Linked DNA regions of Gossypium hirsutum: region 1 is linked to region 2. A link is a contact called in public Hi-C data. All regions are on one chromosome and are shown on one strand. The core of a region is the stretch at or near the end of the contact, and the rest is flanking DNA. Distances in the headings are between cores, read along the strand shown. Region 1 has its middle 4.9 kb from the start of LOC107886273. Region 2 has its middle 6.0 kb from the start of LOC121219529.

Evidence for each region. A called contact is a pair of places that touch in the nucleus more often than the background predicts.
Region 1: a contact with region 2 is called in a Hi-C map of leaf, with 2.0 times the contacts expected there. The contact joins two enhancer-like sites. A contact is called at or near these places in 3 of 34 Hi-C or Micro-C datasets (hypocotyl and leaf).

Annotation. Positions count from the first base shown.
Region 1 is chrA03:87,010,935-87,014,051 of Gossypium_hirsutum_v2.1, reverse strand. No RefSeq gene overlaps it. Among protein-coding and RNA genes, the nearest start is that of LOC107886273, 4.9 kb to the left of the region's middle. Within about 2 kb of position 1,686, at least 9 of the 9 cell types and tissues checked have an H3K27ac peak or open chromatin away from gene starts, as enhancers often do. A contact at or near this core is called in leaf, where this site is marked.
Region 2 is chrA03:86,850,062-86,853,096 of Gossypium_hirsutum_v2.1, reverse strand. No RefSeq gene overlaps it. Among protein-coding and RNA genes, the nearest start is that of LOC121219529, 6.0 kb to the right of the region's middle. Within about 2 kb of position 1,351, at least 1 of the 9 cell types and tissues checked has an H3K27ac peak or open chromatin away from gene starts, as enhancers often do. A contact at or near this core is called in leaf, where this site is marked.

The sequences.
Region 1 (3,117 bases), core at 437-2,936, 160 kb before region 2:
TTATATCACCTGAATGAAAATCAAGTTTCCTAAACATAACATAGTTACACTACTTCCAAAGCTTCCAACACACAATGCTAAACATAGAATTCCAATCATAGTCAGAATAAGCACCAATATTTGTATTATGAATATTGAATAAAATTCACTCTCGAAGAGGTAGTTGAAAAAACATATCTTGTATATTATATTAGACCAATTGCTTCCATATTTGACTCGAGAACAAACAGTCTCGAATGGCATGAACGCAATCTCCACATGAAAAGCAAGATGCATCATCAGAAACCTTCCTTCTACAATACTCTTGGTTGGTAAGAATTATCTCCTTTAAAAAAAAAGCCAAAAGAAATTCCTAACCCGTTGAGGTGCGTGGATATGCCAAATCAAAACTCAGTCCTTAGATTTGTCATCCCAAGTGCTTGAAGCTATGTAATAGTAAGCACTAACAATTGTTATTTGTCTATTCGGTTCCCAACGCCACACACACTTATCAACCCTCGCTAAACTGCTAGGAGGCCTTATGCCTGCTATGAACATAATAACTTGGTGGTACAAATAGCTAACAAAACAATACCAATCCTTATTACTCCTAACATCGACTATATCTTATACTAAAACCCCTTCATCATAGTTACTGTAATTAGCCCAATTTGCCCGGGCGCATTAAAATTATCTACAAGTCAAATAAATAAACCAAATAGATTAAAATAAAAACCAAATAAGGTCCAAATTAAAACAGTCCAAATAGTCCACTTACAACCTTCAATAAATCCAAATGCTAAATTTATACCAACCAAAATACAAAACATTAACCGAGACCCAAATTAAAACCCAAAATAAAACATAAACTTATTGGCCTAGATCCCAAAACACCCCAACTTAATCCCTAGCCCAAGTTACAACAGGCCACTGCTAAAAGGCCCAAATGGGCCCAACAATTTAAGAGTACCAGAAACTCTAGAGGTTTCTGGAACATGCTAGCACCGCGGCTAGCCAGGGAATCGGGCTTTCACGAGTGGTTTCCCACGCACGGCCTCTCCACGTCACAGCCTTCTTCTCCGTACACTCCCACATCAGCAGAACCTGCGAGAAAAAGTAACAAGAACAGCACCAATAACAGAAAATAGGCCAGCAAATCGTGATTTATTTTTTTCCCTCTTTTATTTTCTGTAAATCAGCTATAAAAAGGGCCGAAGTTTTTTGTAAAGTTTACGGATACTGAATACAAAGAATCAGCAAAAAAATCAGAAGGTGATTTCAATTTTTTTCCCTTCGTTTTTTAGTATTTCTGTTTCTTCCTACATATAGTTTGTTTCGTAGAGTAAATTTAAAAAAAGAAAAGGGAGAGACTTACTTTCGTGGATGCACCGTTGAGATCCTTGTCTCCTCCGTCAAAATCAAAGTTTGGGATGGGGATTTTCGGGTGAAAATAAGCCTTGAGTCTCTGCTTTGGTGGAAATAAAGAGTGCCTCCGCATCATTCACCGATTATAATGGTGAAATGGTGGTTGAATGGCAGAGGCGGATGGAGAGTTTAGGCTGCGCCGAAACCCTAGCAAATGGGTATTTGGTTTGTAGCTTGCGAAAATGGCAAATTGCCATTCATTTTTCTTTGGTTTTGATAACAAAATAAAACGGCACCATTTAAGGGGAGGGGGATCCGCGCGTCAACCCGCTCCATAACCCGGATCCGCGCTTTTGTGCTTCAAATGGGAGATTTGCGGGGATAGTCCTTCCCTTTTGCGTTGACTTTTCAATTAGTCCTTATTCACATTTTATTTGTTTTAAATTTTTCCTAGAATTTGCATGGCATTTCAATTTAGCCCGCACCTAAACTATGTGTGTTAGATCTGGAATATTTCTAGTTTTGATCCCTGTACATTCGCATGCGTTGCGCTTTAGTCCTTTGTGATTTCAATAGCCTATTTTATATATTATTTATCCCTTTTAACTTAATTTTATTTCAATTGAGTCTTTTAATTTGTATGATTCATTATTCTTTTAAAAACTCATTTAACATTCATTTTTTTAAAAATTCTTTTTTATACATTTTGAATTACTTTGATAATTTTATTTTTTTTGTGAAATCATTATTTTAAAGCTCTCTTTTATATCATATTTTTTTAAAATTTTGTATAATAATTAATTTAAATTTCCCTTTTATATTATTATACATATATAGTTCTTGATAAAGTTAGTTTTATTCTAAATACATTGTTAATTCCATGTTATTTTATATATATAATTTCTTTTAAATCTATTTGTATATATATATATTAAAAAAATCTATTATGTATATAGTTCATTCCATAAGAACATATTTTATTGTATATTTTTGTTATTTAAAAACCTTTCATATTTTATATATTATTCAAATTATCTTTTATTATACGTACATTGTCAACTTAAAATAGACATTTCATTTTCTAAAAATATTTTGTACATTATTTGATCCAAGTTTCTTCTTTTAAAATATTTCAATAATCATTGATACATTTATATGTAAATTATTTCAAACCCTAGCATGTGTTGTTTATTTTAAAATTTTTCATATATTTAACGGTTTTTGAATTGTTTTCCTATATTCCATATTGTTTTGTATATTAATTGTTTTTTTTTTGCATATTATTTCATATATTATTGTTGCATATAGTTTATTCGTCCTTTGTATTATCATTTCAATTGTTATTCATTTATGTTTGAAAATTTAGTTATAATTTATTCTAATGTGTTTCGTTGATTAGTTATATTTTAGTTTCCATTATTCTAATTAATAATGTTTTTCAAAATAGGATGTGAGCTCATTGTCATTGTGTGTTTGTTAATTTATTTTTTATGTTTATACTATTTTCAATCACTAAGTATAGTACATTATTCATGTACATTGTCCCATACTTATAATTTCGCCTTTCATCCACAAGTGTCACATTACAATTGAAATTTTCAACTTATTGATCCAAAATTAATTATTCCATTTTATTTCAAGTTAAACTAATGCATTTTGAGCTGGTTTTACAATTGTTTATTTGAAAATCTCCCAAAACAAAGGTAATGTTTGATGTTTGGAAATTTGGGAAATCGTGCCCTAACATGCTGGGTTTCGATTTTCCGTTTGTCC
Region 2 (3,035 bases), core at 102-2,601:
TTAGACTACCGCATGCCAGTTAAACCAATTTGATAATTGATCTAATAATAGCTAAACAAACAATTAAAAAATCCATAAAAATAATAAAAAAATATTTAAATCTATAAACCAGTTCAACCATCAATTTTTTTTCGATTTTCTATTTTTTAATGGTTCAGAACGATTCACTTGGAGGCTAGTCCAATTCTTTTATTATCCAACGATTGCAAATATTAGCATATGTTAGCACGAAAAATTTTCAACATTTCAAAGTCCAAACTATTGAATTTTATTATCCAACGGTTGCAAATAGTAGCATATGTTAGCATGAAGTATTCTGACCAAAGTTTACAGAACCGAGTCAGTAGTCGAATCGATCAGGCCACACGTTCACCAATTTGACAAGTTTGACTGGCTTGTCCGATTCAATTAAATAAATCATTAAAAATAGTAAATAAATAAAATAAATGGAAACAAAGTCTAGTTTAACCATCGTTTAATCGATCCGTATTGATTCTTGGGTCAACTGGTCTAATGGTTTTCTCTAGATCAATACCCTTTCAGTTCCCAGTTCAACCGATCTAACCGATTGATCCATTTCAATTCAAACAACATTAATTCTAATGACTAGTCTCATTATCTAACGGTTGATCTAATGTTACATGTTTATTTAGATTTGAAGTGTTTAATTTCTAAAATGAGGAATCAATAAATGAATTTTTACATATTTTTTTAATTTTATTAAAAATTATAATTTATATAATTTATTAGAACTTATTATAATTTTTATAATTATTTTTAATATGTTTTATTTTTTATAATTATTTTTATAATTTATAAAATATTTATAAGTTTTTATGAATTTTTATAATTTTTGTAGGTTTAAATAAATTTTTAATATTTTATTTCTATTACTTTTTTATTTTTAATTATTTTTAATTTTTTTTGATTTTTTGAAAAAAAATATAAGATTAAATTTGAAACTATCACATGTTACTATTTAATTGGTCTACCAACTGATTTTAACAATCAACATGGTGACGAAAATGATTAACTATTTCGATTAACAATAGAATCTCAATTGAATGCAACGATTTAATTAATTTTTTTTCCTTTTTTCGTAGGCGAAAAAAATATTAATCGTGGCAATTAGTTCCTACATTATGTAATATATGTAGGCGAAAGAATTGTGGAAGTTTAGGACAGACTGAAGGAAGGTCCGACATTGAGGAATGAGACCAATATATGTTTTTAACAATATGAAATTTCTAGGAAAATCACCCAAAGCTTGTTGTGACTAAGACTTTTGAATGCCTTATTGACTGGGGCGAAAACAGTTGATACGATCACTTCTGTTTTTCATTTTACACATCTAACCCCTTTTCCACTCCGTAAGTTTTAGTCATTTGTCGCCAACCTTCATGCCATCAGGCGTAGTACTTGGTTGACGCTAAACGCTTAGGACCCACTAAATTGATGCGGATTGAGATTTAACTCATTTGTTATTATTATTGTGGTTGTAACATATAAGAGGATATGAATTTAAATGCGTTCAAGTCGATACAAATCATTCTAATAATAAATCAATGCAATCAACTTCTTTTTTCGTACCTATTGAAATTTCGATCTTTGTTAGTCATTTTGGCGTGTTTCGTTCAATTCCAGTTGTCTCACCGAAACATTGTGCATAAATTGGTGCATAAATGATATTAAAAAGTATATTAACTTTTTACTGAAATGATAATAAATAATAAAAACTTTTAGCAAGACATTGTGTATGAATATTTTATATTTGAAATTTATTTAATATTGTACAAGCCCAATTTTTTTTAACCGAGGCCCATTACCCAATAACCAAACCCAACACTAACCCAATACCACCTAGACCTTACCTATCAGCCCAAACCTGGACCCAAAATCTAAACCCACTAAAACTAAACCCTAATGGCCCAAATAGCCCAAAGTGCAAATCAGAAAACAGAACCCTAGCCTACTGCCTTCAGCCGCACCACTTGCCCTTTTTGACTTCCACGCCGCCGCCTTCATTTCCTCTCTGTTGCCGTCGCCTCTAGCAACCACCAACTCTGCCACCTAACCCATCAGCATCAAATCACTCTACAAACAAGGGGGAAACACGCAAAGTAGCAAATAATAGAGAAAATAGAAATGGATCGGCTATAAAAGCCAAACACTATGTCTGTATTTTTCTTACAGTGAATTAACAACACCAGTGAATAAAAAAAAAGGATCAAAAATAAAAAAAAGGTTGATTCTGTTTCTTTTTCTGTTCTTGCGTTTTTATTTTCTTTATTTTCCTTTTATTTTATTTTATTTTTGTTGTTTTTCTACAATCTTTCTTAACGAAAACGAAACTAAAAAAGAAGATACCTGTTGGTTTCGGAAGCCAGAGTCGGAGCCCTCCTTCGCCGTCACCGGAGTCGAACGGGGAGGAAAGTCTCTTCCTTTTATACTCGGTCCCTCGGTTGAGAAGGCCTAGCCTTCGAGGACACTGAAAGGAGGGCTGAAAAGCCCATTTCGCGCAACTCCGGCCACCGGCCGTGGAGGTGGTGCGATGGAGGCCTGAATCAAAGGCCAGAAGTCGTGAGGGAGAGAGGGAAGAGGATGAGATTCAGTTTTTTTTTTAAGGAAAAGGCAGAAAATGAAGCAAAAAAAGAAAAATTTTTATTTTTATAAGCGTTTCAAAACGGCGCCGTTTTGCGCCATAGCCCCAGGCGTTGAAACGACGCCGTTCCAACCTGACCCGCGCGGTGACCCGACCCGAGGGGATGATCCGCGTGTTTTCGCTGGATGGGCTATTTGCGCGCTCAGTCCCTCCAATTTTAAAGAGCATTGCAATTCGGTCCTTTTCGCTATTTCCTTTTATTTTTAATCTAGCCCTATAATTTTAACTTTATTTCAATCTGGCCTACTGCTGCGCTGCGTTTTGAGGCGTTTGGGTTATTTGCTCATTTGATCCCTTCGCTTTTGGCGCGCTTTGTAATTTAGTCCCTTTCATTTTGAATTCGCCCAGTTTCTTTTTTTTTATTTTGATTTAG